2 separate regions of the Mus musculus genome follow, and region 2 is linked to region 1. A link is a contact called in public promoter capture Hi-C data. All regions are on one chromosome and are shown on one strand. Each heading gives the region's core, a stretch centred on a gene start, on an enhancer-like site or on the middle of the called end of the contact. The rest is flanking DNA. Distances are from core to core; before and after follow the strand shown.

Region 1 (7,511 bases), core at 1,414-3,913:
CTGTACACACATGTGCAAATACAAACACACATATATACAAAAAAATTTTTTTTAAGATCTGAGGGGGAAAAACCCACGTATGTGTTACCAGAGTTAGTTCTTTCCCTAGATCTGGTTTTATAAATTCTAGTAATAAACTAAGTTTGATTTATTATATAACCAGTTGATTTGTTTTAAGGCCTTATAATGACAGAGACTCTATCTAGATCTTCTTAAGAATTAGCCTTAAGAAAAGTGGCACTGCAGTTACTGTAATGATTTGCAAATAACATCTGAAGAATGTGTACCCGCTACAAAGCAAGTTCTAGGACAGCCAGGGCTATACAGAAAAACTCTTGTCTCAAAAAAAAAAAAAAAAGCCACTACAGGAAAGTTTTTCATAAAATAAACTACAAAGCTACAATTCATAGAAAAAAATTTCTAGAAAATGAACATAACAATTCTGGGACAAATAAAACTAAAAGAGATGAATAAATGCTTAGGAATGTTAGCTTACACTGAAATCTGACTAGGTAATATTTAATTCTACAATTGTTTTCAAAGAACTTCTTTGTTTGCTGGTTTGGTTGGTTGGTTTTGGTTTTTCAAGACAGGGTTTCTCTGTTTAGCCCTGGCTGTCCTGGAACTCACTCTGTAGACCTGGCTGGCCTTGAACTCAGAAATCCACCTGCCTCTGCCTCCCGAGTGCTGGGATTAAAGGCGTGCGCCACCACTGTCAGGCTCAAAGAACTTCTGAACTATTTGAAAGTTAAGTGTTTTGCCTGCATGTTAAGTATGTGTGACGTATGTGGCTGGTACCTGTGGAGGCCAGAAGAACCCAAAGGATCCCCTGGAACTTGAGTGACAGAGGATGATGGGTGCTGGGAATTGAACCCTTGTTCTTGGGAGAGCAGTCGGTGCTCTTAACTGCTGAGTCAGCTCTCCAGCCCATTGATAGCATTTCGCGACAGTGTCTCAGAGTACTGACTAGTTCTGTGTATGAAGCAGCACTTCTTAAACTGCAATTCTAAAACTGTTTTCATTGGCAATTAAAGAAGCTGCCTAAGGAACAGGTCTTCAAGGACAAAATACCTTCAATCACCAATAATTTCCAGAGTACATTGGTAATAGCCTCTCTTAAAGCAGTATGGAAACTGACGAACTGATAGAGCTTTTGACACTTTTCTATTTCTAGGCAAAATTCATCTCTTTCAAGGACAATATTTCAAAAAAACAAAAACCCCACTGCATCATAAGCAGACAATTCATCCCCTTTTCTATTTTCAAAATAGTATTTTGTACATAGCATGAGGAATTCATACTCTATATAAATATTTTTACTTTAAGGTGCTATATGAAATACCTGTTCTGAATACCTATTACCTCAACAAAAATCAAAAAGATATTTTTTTGGAAAAAAAAAATCACTGTCAACTTTTTTTTTCTCTCAGAACAATAAGAATGTAATTTCAATGAGTAAGAAACTAAAAAACAGGCTGAGTATAGTGGTGCATATCTAATCCCAGCATTTAGGACGATCAAGTCAAAATCATGGTCAGGTTACCCAGGAAGCTTAAAGCCAGTCTCGGCGCAAAAACAAACTTATTACGAAAGTCCGTGAGGCTGGGAGTGGTGGCGCACGCCTTTAATCCCAGCACTTGGGAGGCAGAGGCAGGCGGATTTCTGATTTTTGAAGCCAGCCTGTCCTACAGAGTGAGTTCCAGGACAGCCAGGGCCACACAGAGAGAAACCCTGTCCCGAGGGGGTGGGGGGGGGAGAGTCTAATGCAGGAGGATCTCTGGGAGTTTGTGTCCAGTGTGGGTTATATAATGAATCTGAGGCTATTTGCTCCTAAAAGAAGAGAAGGTGAAGAGATTAGAGGAGGTGTCTGTGCAGGAAGAACTGCAATGTCCGTACATTGGCTTTTACCTCTCCAGACTTAAAAGAATCCTATGTTGGTGTTTATGTTGAAAAACATGTGAAGCTGGTAGTTAATAACAAAATACAGATGAGATGTTTAATAAGCAGTCATGTTTCCGTGGGATTTTTCCATAAACATACAAGTTGCATTGGAAGAAAAAAAAATCCTACGGCAACTAGTATCTTACATCCATCTCTAAAGTTACCTTTCAATCATTTATCCTCCACTTACCAGCTTTTATCATTTTTCATATACCATGATTTCAGACCAAGGTAGCGAGAAGTAACTTTTTTTGGTTTTTCAAGACAGGGTTTCTCTGTGTAGCCCTGGATGTCCTGGAACTCACTTTGTAGACCAGGCTGGCCTCGAACTCTGAAATCCACCTGCCTCCCGAGTGCTGGGATTAAAGGCGCGAGCTACCACGCCCGGCCGAGAAGTAACTTTTTATTTAGAATACTGAGACTGTAACTTTCTCCTTTAGCAGTTCTGGCAGCTAGCTTTTAGCTGTTCTGGAACGAGGGGATAGCTTACCTATTGTGAGGTCGTGCACGGGCTGGAACCGCTTGTCGGTAAACTGAAGGAGGAGACATGACTTCCCCACACCTGCGAAAGAACGGTGTTCACTAGACGCACGTCACCCGGGAAGCCGCTGGCTCCCAGACAGGGAACAGGGTCTAAGGCAGGGGCAGAGCCCCGCCCCCGGGGCTCGCCCCGCCCCCTCCGCGCAACTCCGCTCACCCCGCCCCGCCCCCAAGCCGATTTTGGAGGTAGGATCCCCGCCCCAACTCCGAAGGCGGTCCGTCGGCGGGTTACCTGTGTCTCCGATGATGATGTACTTGAAGAGATAAGCGTAAGTCATGGTCCCGAGGCGTCTGTGTTCCGGGTCCTCCCGATTTCTACAGCCACTTACCTCCGACCTCTCTAGCCACTCAATCTACGGGTCTCCTTATTTGCCTCCGCTCCAGCCCTTCTAGCTCAAGCTGCGTCTCTATTGCTCTCCCCCAGAAATCTTCGCTGGATCGGCTGTACCGGACGCCGCCTCTAGGGCCACCCAGTGCTCTTCTACATGCCATTATCCCACCAAGCTCCAGGGGGCGACAGCGACCCTTCGGGCAGCTGGGATCGAGACTGGTTGCGTCCCTGACTCGGTCCAATCATCGGAGAGCGACGCTTTCTCCTTGAGGAAGTGACGCGCTCGGAACCTAGTGGGGGCGGTGGGAGCGATGCGGACGCGGAGACGCTGAGTCGCTGGTAGTGGTGCTGTGAAGATGGAGGTGGGTGCCGAGTCTTTGAGGGCTGATGAGGGTTCGCGGCCGACTAGGGGAAGCGGAAGCGGGAATGCAGGGCAGCGAGGAGCCAGGGGGGCTCGGGAGGGCTGGGGTCTCAGCACGCCACTGCTCCGCTCACTCACCCACCGCGGCTTTCTTTTGGTTTACAGTTTCCCGGAGGAAATGACAATTACCTGACGATCACTGGGCCCTCGCACCCTTTCCTGTCAGGAGCCGAGGTGAGCAAAAGCTGCTGATGCTGGGGCGCCGGAGGGCCTAGGCAGCGGTTAGGGAAGGACGGTGGGGGTGAGCGCGGGGGCTGGCGGGAGCTGGAGGGGACAGTGGCCGAGGCTTCGAGCTCCTCTAAGGACTGTGGAGGGGGTGGGGGTGGGGGAGAACCGAAAGCGGCTGTCATGAGGAAACCAGGATGTTGAAGAGACGGCTTGTTTGAGGAGTTTCTGTTCTGAATAGGAAGAACGAAAGGAATTGTTCTTTGGTTGGGGGTGAAATAACTAACAATCTTGGGAGACAGCAAGAAAGAAAAAAAATTTTTTCAGTAAAGAAATCGAGATAAAGAAAGTTGTTTATCCAGCAGGGAATAACTTCGGACAGTTGTTATTTCTTGAATTCTATAGGGGGCTCTTTTATTTGAAATGTCTTTTCTGATAAAAGTGGTTCATCCTACTGATGTGGCATCTGTTTGCTTGGCTAAAGAACGACAGAGGGAAAGAAATAGCTGCCAGAGAACATAGAAGGGGGTAGAGTGCACCTGTTTCCCAGTGATCACAGACTGACTATGTCACCTTTGGATTCCAGTTGTCAAATGACTATAATAACAGGGTTTGGTTTGGTTTGGTTTGGTTTGGTTTTTAAAGATGGCGTGAAGTAGAAGTAATGGTTGTTGGATGTTCTAAGACCTTCCACAAGGGTCACCTAAGACCATAGGAAAACAGATACTTTGTGATTCATAACAGTAGCAAACTTATATTTGTGAAATAGCAGCGAAAATAATTTTATGGTTGGGGGTCACCATAATATGAGGAACCATAATAAAGGGTCCATGCAGCATTAGGAACGTTGAGAGCCACTGCTGTAAGATATTCAGGAAAACTTTTGGTTGACAGATTTTCCTATTAGAAAGCATAAAACTTATTTGAGCAAGCGAAAGTCAAAGCTGCAGTGTATGAAATTTTACCATTTTTTTTTTGAGAACTTGAGCCTTGGTCCATCTTTTGAGGATTATATACTACCTCCCAAAGTGCTGTGAATTCATTTGCACGGTTGTTTGCACCAAAAGTAGTTATCCATTGCTGTTGTGTCGGTTTATCCTGTGGGAACATTGTTATGGTTGAGAGATGATTGACAGTGAGTGATTGCTAGTTGCTTTTGCTTTTTGTTTTTTGTTTTGGTTTGGTTTGGTTTGGTTTTTTGGTGTTTTTTTTTCTTTTCTTTCCTTTTTCTTTTCCTCTTTCTTTCTTTCTTTCTTTCTTTCTCTCTCTCTCTCTCTCTCTCTCTCTCTCTTCTTTCTTTCTTTCTTTCTTTCTTTCTCTCTTTCTTTCTCTCTTTCTCTCTCTCTCTCTTCTTTCTTTCTTTCTTTCTTTCTTTCTTTCTTTCTCTCTCTCTCTCTCTCTCTCTCTCTTTCTTTCTTTCTTTCTTTCTTTCTTTCTTTCTTTCTCTCTTTCTTTCTCTCTTTCTTTCTTTCTTTCTTTCTTTCTTTCTTTCTTTCTTTCTTTCTCTCTCTCTCTCTCTCTCTCTCTCTCTCTCTCTCTCTCTCTCTCTCTTTCTTTCTTTCTTTCTTTCTTTCTTTTTAAATAAAAGACAATCTCACATAGCTCTGGCTGTCCTGGAACTCACAATGTAGGCCAGGCTGACCTCAAACTCAAAGATATCCACTTGCCTCTGCCTTTCCAGTAAAGAGTTCTTCCCATTCAGAACAGAACTCTTTCCTGTGATTAAAGGCATACTCTAGCACTCCTGGCTGCTGGTTTATTGTTTAACTTAATATTATTGAATATTCTCCTAAGCAAAGGGAGGTATGACTCAAATGAGTGGCAAAATTAGGAAGGAAACGAAGTCTTACACTTGGTGATTTTATTCCGAGTTCCATCCAAAAGGTCTCCATGGTCTGATTTCATTGTTTGGAGTGCAGTAAGTCACATTGTCCTTATTTATAGGAAAGTACATTTTAAAAGTAAACACGGCTGGATGTGGTGGCACACGCTTTTAATCTCAGCACTCAGCCGAGGCAGGTGGATTTCTGAGTTCAAGGCCAGCCTGGTCTACAGAGTTCCAGGACAGCCAGGGCTACACAGAGAAACCCTCTCTCGGAAAAACCAAAAAAAAAAAAAAAAAAAAAAAAAAAAGGTAAACACAAGGTTGGGTGTAGTGGTACACATCTTTAATCCTAATTCCAACATTTGGGAGACAGAGTTGTGTGTCTTTTTTTTTTTTTTTTTTTTTAAGATTTATTTATGCGAGTACACTGTTGATCTCTTCAGAGAGACACACCAGAAAAGGGCGTCAGATCTCATTGCAGATGGTTGTGAGCCACCATGTGGTTGCTGGGGATTGAACTCAGGACCTCTGGAAGAGTAGTCAGTGCTCTTAACCACTGAACCATTTCTCCAGTCTCCCCCACCCCCACCCCATGTGTATCTCTTTAAATTCAAAATTACATAGACCATGTCTCCAAAAAAGGAAAAAAAAAGGTAAATACAGCTTTCAATTTTTCCTACCAGTCTGACGTTGATCAAAAGCTAACAGCATGAGGGATGGCCCTTTAAAACATGCAGGGACGGGGCTGGTGAGATGGCTCAGGGGTTAAGAGCACTGACTGCTCTTCTGAAGGTCCTGAGTTCAAATCCCAGCAACTACATGGTGACTCACAACCATCTAATGAGACCTGACACCCTCTTCTGGAGTGTCTGAAGACAGCTACAGTGTACTTATGTATAATAATAAATAAATTTAAAAAAAAACCATACAGGGACTAGATAGCGAAGCACTGGCCTACTGTGTGCTGGACCCTTGACCCAGCATTGACGGAAAAAGGGAGGACTTTCAAGGCTTGCTTCTGCCCTTTGTTTCTGTTCTGTTCTGGCTCCTGGTGTAGCTGTTGAGAGGAGGGAACATTCAGCTAAGCTTTAAGGTCCGTTTCAGGAGCTTCCTTTAGGCCTTGACTGTGTCCTTGTTACTTACAACTTGTGCACCTACTTGTTCCTGCCTCTCAGTGAATTTTTAAACTTTATGTCTTTGTTTAGTTTGAGAGGAATCGTTTCACTGTGTAGTCTTGGCTGACAGCAAACTTGCTATGCGACTAGGCTGGCCTTCGTTTGCCTCTGCTTCCTGAGTTCTGGGATTAAAATATATGCCACCGTGCCTGGCTTTTAATCTTCATGTTAGTGAATGTATGGGTCTTGTTGTTTCCAGCCTTATTGTAAGCCATCACTAAAAATAGGTGATCTTTTTAAAGCAATTCTTTTTGAAGAACAGTCATTTTTCAAGTTTGCTTGGTTTTTATTTTGGTTTTTTGTTTTATTTTGTTTTGTATTGTCAAAAAGAAAATAGCTGCCCTTATGGAGTATTAGCCATAAATTAATAGGAAAAAATGGACGGTGTTCAAGTTAAGAACTTCTTTATATCAAATATATCATTATAGGGGCTGGAGAGATTTTTTGTGTATGGGTGTTGTGCCTGTATCTATGTCTGTGCATCACATGTCAGGTGCCTGTGGAGGTCAGAAGAGGACAAGAGATTCCTTTGGGTCTGCATTATACACGTTTGTGAGCCACCATGTGGGTGCTGGGAATGGAACCCAGGTCCTCTGGAAGAGCAGCAAATGCTCTAAACCACTGAGGCATCTCTCCAGCACTGATAAAACTGTTTTTCTAAATCCTTGATGGCTGGTATATAGGTCATTTTTAGAGTTTTTGCTTAGTATGTGGGAGCTTCTGATTGAACCTCTGGACAGAGGGAAGAGGATAGAGAAGCACAGGGAGATGAGAAGAGAGGAGAGGACGGATGCTAGTTGTCATGGTTTGTGTGTCTGTGTGCAGGCAGAGGACAGAAGGCATTTGATCCCTGGGGCTAGAGTTAAAGATAGTTGTGAGCAGAGTGGGTGCTGAAAACTGAGCCTGCGTCCTTTTCAGAGAGCAGCAAATGTTCTTAACTGCTGAGTCATCTCTTCTGCCTCTCCTTCAATCAGTATCTAAGCAATCTTTATTTTTATTTTCAATTGCATTTTATTTTATTTACTTATTATGTTCACATGTCCTAAAGGGAAGGTGAGAGGTGGAGAGCAGGTGAGCTTGCTCTCATGTGTGCATGTGTGGGGTGTGTGTGTG
Region 2 (7,511 bases), core at 1,766-4,265, 2.4 Mb after region 1:
AAGAAAGGTATAGTGCTGAGGCAGTGAGGGACTGAGCGAGCGCTTATCCACTTCGGCCCTCCCTGCTTTATCTACAAGATGTGGCTCCCACTATCTCGCTTGTCTGAGGGCAAAGCTCGCCCAGATGATCTCTTGAGGTCTCTCCTAGGACCTCTTGAGATCTGTGATTTCATGGAGCTAATTTTGATTCTACCTCTAAATAGTTGTGTGATTCTAGTGGTCTCCTCTCTCCCTATCCCTCTCACAGGCTCCAGGCTCCTCACCTGCAGAATGAGAAGTCTAGATAACGGATGTCTTTTTACATTTAGCAAAATAGAGCTGGAACAAACACTCACGCCCACCACATGTCAAACTCCATTTTTCTGTGAAAGTAACAATGCGGGCTAGGCACTCAGATTCCTCCTGTGCCGATGAGGAAACCGAGGCACGGAAGGGAGAGGTAACTGGTTCAAGGTGAGACAGCAAGCTGACGCCCTCTACTACTGTACGGTTTTGCTTCCTGGGCCGCAGTTCTATGGGGAAGAAACCACCTGGAGTGGGGAGGGGGGAGTCGCAGGCACAGACTGACTTGTCATTGGCTTCCTCGGGGTCAGGGTTCTCACATACACACCAGATCCTAACTGGTTTCTCCTGGGCTTACCTTCTCCAGTGGCCTGCGGGGATGAAGGATAAAGATGGGAGTGAGGATGTAGAACAAGACAAGAGGCAGAATGCTGGATCAAGAGCCAAGGGACCACAAATATGGCAGAGTCATCAGAAAGCTTTCTCTTGGTCACCTGGGAAATGAGCTCTGAGGCCTAAAGTCAGAGAGCAGGCCCTAGGCCAGTGGGGCTGGCACTGGAGTTGTGTGGCACTGGGGTCATCAGAGCCCCAGGATTCTCTCAGGGCAGAATGCAGAGGCTGCTCCAGACACTGGCATGCACTGTGGTGGTAGCAAGCACACACTCGATGTACAAAGGACCAAGTGGGTAGGTGGGGTGGACATGGAGGTGAAGTGACAGAGAAGCAGAGGGACAGGCTGAGGCTAGGCTGGAGGGTGTGATGGACAGAGCCAGCCGTGGGCGGCATGTTAGTATTTCTAGGCATTCATTTGGACATGGAGTCAAGACTATGTGGACTAGCCACATGTATTCCCTGCCCTTGGGGTCCTCCATGGGTATCCCCTCCCACCAGGCCCAGGCCCAAGACCCAGTGAACAGCTTCAGCATCAAGTAACAGTGCAGTTTATTCAGCCACAGAATCATTTGGTCCCGACCTTCCCAATTACTGGCTGCCATTGTCCACGATCTCTGTCTCAGGCTTGGCCTGTTCAGGACTCTGGGGACCTAGAAGGGTGGGCGGGGCCCTTAGGGTCTGGTGCCCACAGTCTGCCAGGCAGGCTCAGCTGCAGCCCCCGACACCCTTGATGAGGCTAGCAGCCTCAGGGATCTGGCGGAAGAGGTTGCGCAGAGTGTCTAGCTCCTGAGTGAGCTGGTCTACGCGGTTGCGCAGACGCTCGTTTTCAGCCATGTACTCCAGGACCTTCTGCTGAGTCTCCATAATGCGCCTCTTGGCCTTGTCCCGGCTCTTGCGCACCGCGATGTTGTTACGTTCACGTCGCAGTCGGTACTCCAGGCTATCTTTGTTCACTGCCTTCTTGCCCTTGTGTGAGGGGCCAGCAGGGGAGGGTGCCTTGAGAAGGGGACTGCAGGGAGGGGCAGCAGCTGCCACAGGGGCCTGGAGGGTAAGGGGGACAGAGAGGTGAGGGTCCACCAGGAGGCAGAGTGAAGGCTAAGCAGGAAACCCAGCAGGGAGAGCATATGTGAGGCCTCAAAGGGATACAGGACTCCCAGAGAGCTCCGATCTCCCAGGCATCCATCTCCCTGTCTCTGTGAAGGACCGTAACCCAGATACATATGGTCCTTGGTCTGAGACCAAAGCTTTCTATCATGCTCTCATTATTCCCTTCCCTTTGGTTTGTCTGTAATAAGTCTCCCGTTCTAAAATTCTAGTCAGCCATGTTTCCTCATCCAAAAGCAGGCAGCAGAGAAGCAAGAGGTATAGTGCACAGCAGGAAACCTGGTCCTGCCTGAGATCAGGGCAGAGCAGCTATTACAAGTGTCTTCAGGACACAGCCGAGTTCTAAGAAATAAATTCACAGAGTTGGGAAACAGGACCTTGGGGTAGGGCATGTTCACAGAGGAGCACCAAACATAGACTTGTTAGGGAAGCCCAGTAGTCAGAATTCCCTCAACCACCCACCTTGCTCCACCCTGGGGGGAAGAAGCGGGGAGAGCTACCTTGGTCTTACCTTGAGGACACGCAAGGGCTGGCCAGGTGCTGCCAGGGTCGGGGGGAGGTGCACGGCTGTCTGCCCGCAGTGTGCCACTTGGTACTGCAGGGGATTGTAGCTGCCTCGACTGGTGCCTCGGTTGCCCTCTGGCCCACGAGGCTCCTCCTTCACCGCCACAGCCCTGGGGTCGTAGCTCCCTGGGTTGCTGTAGATGCCAGGCCCCAAAGCCTTCCTATCTGGGCCAAATGTGTGTGAGGGATAGGCGAATGGCCGAGGGTCAGCCGGCAGGTAGTGAGGAAACGAGGGGGCTCCTGGGCCCTTAAGGCTTCGGGCTTCAGGCGTTGGCTTCATGGCAAAGAGGTCAGAAAGTAGCTGTTCTTCCCCAGACTCGATGTAGGCGGAGAGGTCGATGGAGGCCTCATGCTCACACATGTCCCCCAGCTCCCCGGGCCCAGCTCGACCCCCTGAGAACTCAAGTGGCTGCTGGCCACCCCGAGGCTCGCACTCATAGTAGGTCCCGTGGGACATGGCCGGCCCGCCCCCTTGGCTCCCCGCCCCTGGGTCCTGTGCTGGGGGCGCCCGCCCGTTGGGATGCTCAGCCTGCCCTTTCTTGGATCTCCCCCGGTCCTAGATTTGCCCTAGGTTTGCCCTCTCTGGTCTTCTCCGTCACCAACTCCTACGTGGCTTCTCTCCTCCTCTGCTTCCCTTTCCTTCTGTAGTCAGTACCTCTTCCTTTCTTCCCTTTTCCTCTCTCTCCTTGGGGTGACTAAGGGAGGGGCAGGGCACACCCCGGAGGGAGGGGTGCTTAGCAGTTAGGGCGCTCTTTGCGAAGGCCCCAGCCACAGTCCAGAAGTTGCTGTTTGAGAAAATGGCCCTTTTTGCCCTGCGAGTTCAAGGGATTCTAATCCCTTGCCCAGAGTAGCTTCTCTGAATATCTGTCTTCCTCCGATTTCCAAAGAGACCTGTGCAGAGTGAGGTGTCAAGCCAGAGCCAATAGACAAAGCATTCCCCCAGTGCCAACTTGGTCTAAACTCCTCCCTTGATGCATCTTCCTCCCTGTCCCGTCCCCCCCCCTCCCCGCCCCCACCCCCAAGTCCTGAACTCCACCTACCCCGGGGTAAGTCAGTTCCTTCTGTAGCCCCACCTCCCAAGACATTTTTCTCTGTGTAGACCATCATTGTTTGAAGGGTTTGGGAAGTAGTAGTAGATTCTAGGACCAAGCTACCCCTGGCCCTAGTACAGGGTATGCCCATTTGCTAGTTTTGAGACAGGGTCTCACGATGTAGCTCAGGCTGGCCTTGAACTCACAGAGTTCTGCCTGCCTTTGCCTCCAGAGGGCCCCTATTAAGGTTCTTCGGTTAGGTCTTTGCACAGGGCTTGTGTGCATGTCTCCAGATCTGGCTATGGCTAGCAGCCTGGCACAGTCCGGGGCTGCCAGGACATAGCTGAGGTTTCTGGTCAAGACATGGGTCCTGTACCTCAGGCCCAGGCAAGCTGCAGCCTCAGAACCAACAGAAAGGATCTGCTGGAGGTCCCAGTTGCTCCACCCTAAAAGCTGTTCTGGCTGACCCCACCCGCGCTGGCCTGAGGCTCTGCCTCCTATTTCCTGTGCCCTGAGCTGCATGCAGGCCCTTGTTTTCTGACCTGTGCGTGTCTCTCGGGTCCACTTCCTCTTGTAGGCTTGAGAAGTCTTCTCTCTTGTCCTCACCTCTTCCTGGGGCTGTTTCGGGGTCCGAAGGAGAAGCTGGTAGCTGCCTGCCCGCCCTTCTTGATCTTCTACTAACCCCCAAAGTTCATTTTTCTGTTTTGTTCGGAACTTCCTGCTCTCTCCAGTTTGGTTGTGGCCCTGCTTCAGACACGGTTCTGGATTTACTGACAAGAAAAGAACACAGAGACATGAGAAGTGTGTCACTTTTCAGTTGTTTGTTTTTTTTTAGGTTGAGCCTCCCTTTTAGCCTAGCCTGGCCTTGAACTCTCATCTTCCTGCTTCATTCTCCACGGAGCTGAGTTGATAGCTGTGCTACCATACCTTCCTGGCTCTTTTATTGCAAACAGATGTTCTAGGGGGAGGGACAGAATTTTTAAAATGAATTTATTTTCATTATTCTAAAGTATGTGAGTGTGTGTGTGTGTTGTGTGTGTGTGTGTTGTGTTGTGTGGTATGTGTGTGTGTGGTGTGGTGTGTGTGTGTTTGTGTGGTGTGTGTGGTGTGTGTGTGTGTGTGGTGTGTGTGGTGTGTGTGTGTGTGGTGTGTGTGTGTTTGTGTATGTGTGTGCACACTTCCAGGTACCCATGGAAGCCAGAGACATCAGATCTCCTGGAGCTGGAATTACAGGCAGTTGTGAGGCACCCAGTGTGAATGCCTGGAGTCAAACTCAGGTCCTCTGGAAGAGCAGTGAGTGCTCTGAACCCTTGAACTCTTTCTCCAGCCCTAAGAATAGAACAGTTTCTAAGCTGGGTATTCCAAGGATCGGGTAACTGTGAGGGGTTACAGTGGAGGTAAACTTTGATAGGATATGTATGTCATTGAACACTAAAATAAAACTGTAAATGTGACTTGTCCACAAGTTAGAGAAAGTACCCTTGATGAGTCCTCCATCCCATCCCCTCTAACTCCACAGTCCACCTCACGTGCTCTGAGCACAGCCTGAAGTATGTCCAAAATATGCTTCCCTCCAAAGCCCTGGCCAGGCAGGGGGAGAGCCAGCCGTATCATCGTATCATCGACGCAAAGCACCGGAAATACTGGGGCGATTTGTGCTCTTTGCTCTACAGGTCCCTTGTCAAATAGGTACCAAGGCTGGGAGATTTCAGTTTGGTGACCTGACGCTATTAGCCACTAGGTGGCAATATTGGTTCCCAAATTCTATACTTTCGAGTCCGCGATGGTTTTGAATCAGGTGGACATAGGGGGCATTCTTTCTCAACCCTGACAACCAGTCTTGACCGCTCTGTTCTGGGAAGCAGGAAAAAGAAGCATAGACAAGATTGGGGCTTTTCAGTCAGGTTGCCGGTAGTGTGGGAAGGCTAGGAGAATTGGTGCAGCGCCTGTTTCAAAGAGAAATTATGTCCCCTCTTTGACTGTGGAATAACGATAATGGAATCAGATAGTTGTGTCATCTGATAAAGTAAAGCTTTTTTCAATCGATGAAACACGCACTTTTTCATGCTGACCATTTTGTTGTGAGCTAAGGAGGGGAGGTAAAGCGGTATTTTTATCCTAATTTTATCGACACGGAAAATAAGGAGGAGAGGCTGAGCTGTACAGCTGCGCCAGGGGATGGATGTCTTATTAATTTGTGAAAGGGCTGCTGGCTTGTTCGGGGGGGGGGGGACAGAGGGTTGCAGTAGGTGTTGCTGTATGACTCAGGGATTCTCCTTCCGCCTATCTGGCTGCCTTGGGTAAGGGGAGAGTTACAGGGTAGCGCTCTCTTCCCCGCGGGAGGTGCAGAGATAAAGCCAGCAGGAAATGAGAAGGTCTGCAGCTGTGTCCCAGTGAAATAAGCGATGCAGGTGTCTGGACCGGCGGGGACTGGCGCTGCCTGCAGGCTGACATTAACGTTACCTAGTAACTGAGGCGTAAGAAGATAGGGTGTAGATAGGGAAGCAGGAGAAGGGGTTGGGAAAGGAGGAAGCAAGGTGGGAAGGCAAAGCCACCTAAAGAATGGGAGGTTCTTACTCAGGAAGGGAAGCCTTCCCTAGCCCAGCGGGACCAGTTTCCTGTTGCGACTGCAGTGGCTACCTGTTTGCATTAACTAAAACAATGGGTGTATATTATCTCAGTGGCTTGTGACAGGGTGCTATCCTGGACTGCCTCAGGATTCCCTGTAGGGCAGAAGCTAAGAATGACTGTGAAGTCTGAGGGGGAACTAGACTCAATCTAGTTCCTGTCACTAGCCAGCTCTCTGACCCTGGTCAAGCTACTTAATCGGACTGTAAAATGGCAGTAGTAATGGCTGTCTTATGAGGCTGTTTAAAGTTTGAAAACTATAGTGTATGTAAAGTGTAGGCTTATGTCTCCTTCACCCTGTTTCCAGACCTCTCCACTGCAGTTATTCCTGTCTCCAAAGCACACACTCCTGCTGCCTTGGAGGTTATATTGACAAGCATTTTAAAAATCTGGGTTTTAAATAACAGAAAACCCATGCGGGTGTGGTGGTGCATGCTTCTAATTCTAAGGCTGGAGAGGCAGAGGCAGCTGAATCTCCATGAGGCCAGCTTAGTTTACATAGCAAGTTTCAGACTAGTCAGGGCTACAAAGAGAAAAAACATCTTGAAAGCCAACCAACCTACCAACCTACCAACCAACCAACCAACCAACCAACCAACCAACCATCAAAAACCAAAAACCAAACAACAAATAAATTTGGATTTAATTTTTTTTGCATATTTATTTATGATTTTTTTTTTCTTTTTCGAGACAGGGTTTCTCTGTGTGTAGCCCTGGCCTCTCTCTCCTTAGTTGTTGATCTATATATTCCTAATACGTGAATACAACCTATTTAGTCTGTATAATGTTACTTAAATGTATGTATTTTCAGGGCTGACCATTTGGCATCAAAAAACCAGTTGGTGCACTTATCCCTGGGGAAGACTGTTTCTCCAGCTCTCAGTATTCCTTGGTTACCCGCAGTTCTTTGTCTAGGATTGAAGCTTTGAGAGCTTTCCCCCTCCCGTGTTAACAGGTCTGCTGGGTTCATCCTTGTTCAGGTCTTGTTTAGGCAATTGTGGTGGTCTGAATAGATTTGGCCCCTACAGAGTCATGTATTTCAGTGCTTGGCCATAGGGAGTGGCACTGTTAGGAGGTGTGGCCTTGTTGGAGAAAGTGTGTCACTGTGGGGGTGGGCTTTGAGGTCTCCTAAGTTCAAGCTCCACTCAGTGTGGAATCAGAGCTGCCTCCTGGCTGCCTAACAGATCCAGAAGTAGAACTCTCCACTCCTCCAGCACCATGTCTGCCTGCACTCTGCCATGTTTCCCATCATGATGATAATGGACTGAACCTCTGAAACTGTAAGCCAGCCCCAACTAAATGTTTGCCTTTGTCATGGTGTCTCTTCACAGCGATAAAACCCTAAGACAACATCCATTTTGGTGAGACTTCGTGGGTACATCCCCCTCCTGACATTTCTAGGAGACAGGATCTCACAGCAAACTTCTTGTTTCTCTGGCTCTTACAATCTTCTCTGCCTCCCTCTTCCACAACGTCCCCTAAATCTTAGGTGTGGGAATTATGTCATAG

Evidence for each region. Promoter capture Hi-C pulls out the DNA fragments that hold promoters and counts their contacts.
Region 2: a contact with region 1 is called in a promoter capture Hi-C map of neutrophils, with 2.9 times the contacts expected there. The contact joins the promoter of Cebpe here to the promoter of Tox4 in region 1. A contact is called at or near these places in 2 of 39 promoter capture datasets (hippocampal neurons and neutrophils).

The regions. Positions count from the first base shown.
Region 1 is chr14:52,276,483-52,283,993 of GRCm38.p6, forward strand. Tox4 (TOX high mobility group box family member 4) reads left to right here and starts at 2,664. Exons shown (of 10, transcript NM_023434.3): 1 at 2,664-2,750; 2 at 2,906-3,174; 3 at 3,339-3,407. The coding sequence starts at 3,169. It overlaps Rab2b (RAB2B, member RAS oncogene family), which reads right to left and starts at 2,913. Exons shown (of 8, transcript NM_172601.3): 1 at 2,714-2,913; 2 at 2,432-2,503. The coding sequence starts at 2,759. It overlaps Gm23758 (a small nucleolar RNA gene), which reads left to right and starts at 49; the gene lies at 49-138.
Region 2 is chr14:54,709,159-54,716,669 of GRCm38.p6, forward strand. Cebpe (CCAAT/enhancer binding protein (C/EBP), epsilon) reads right to left here and starts at 3,016. Exons shown (of 2, transcript NM_207131.1): 1 at 2,291-3,016; 2 at 1,205-1,716. The coding sequence starts at 2,800. The coding sequence ends at 1,381.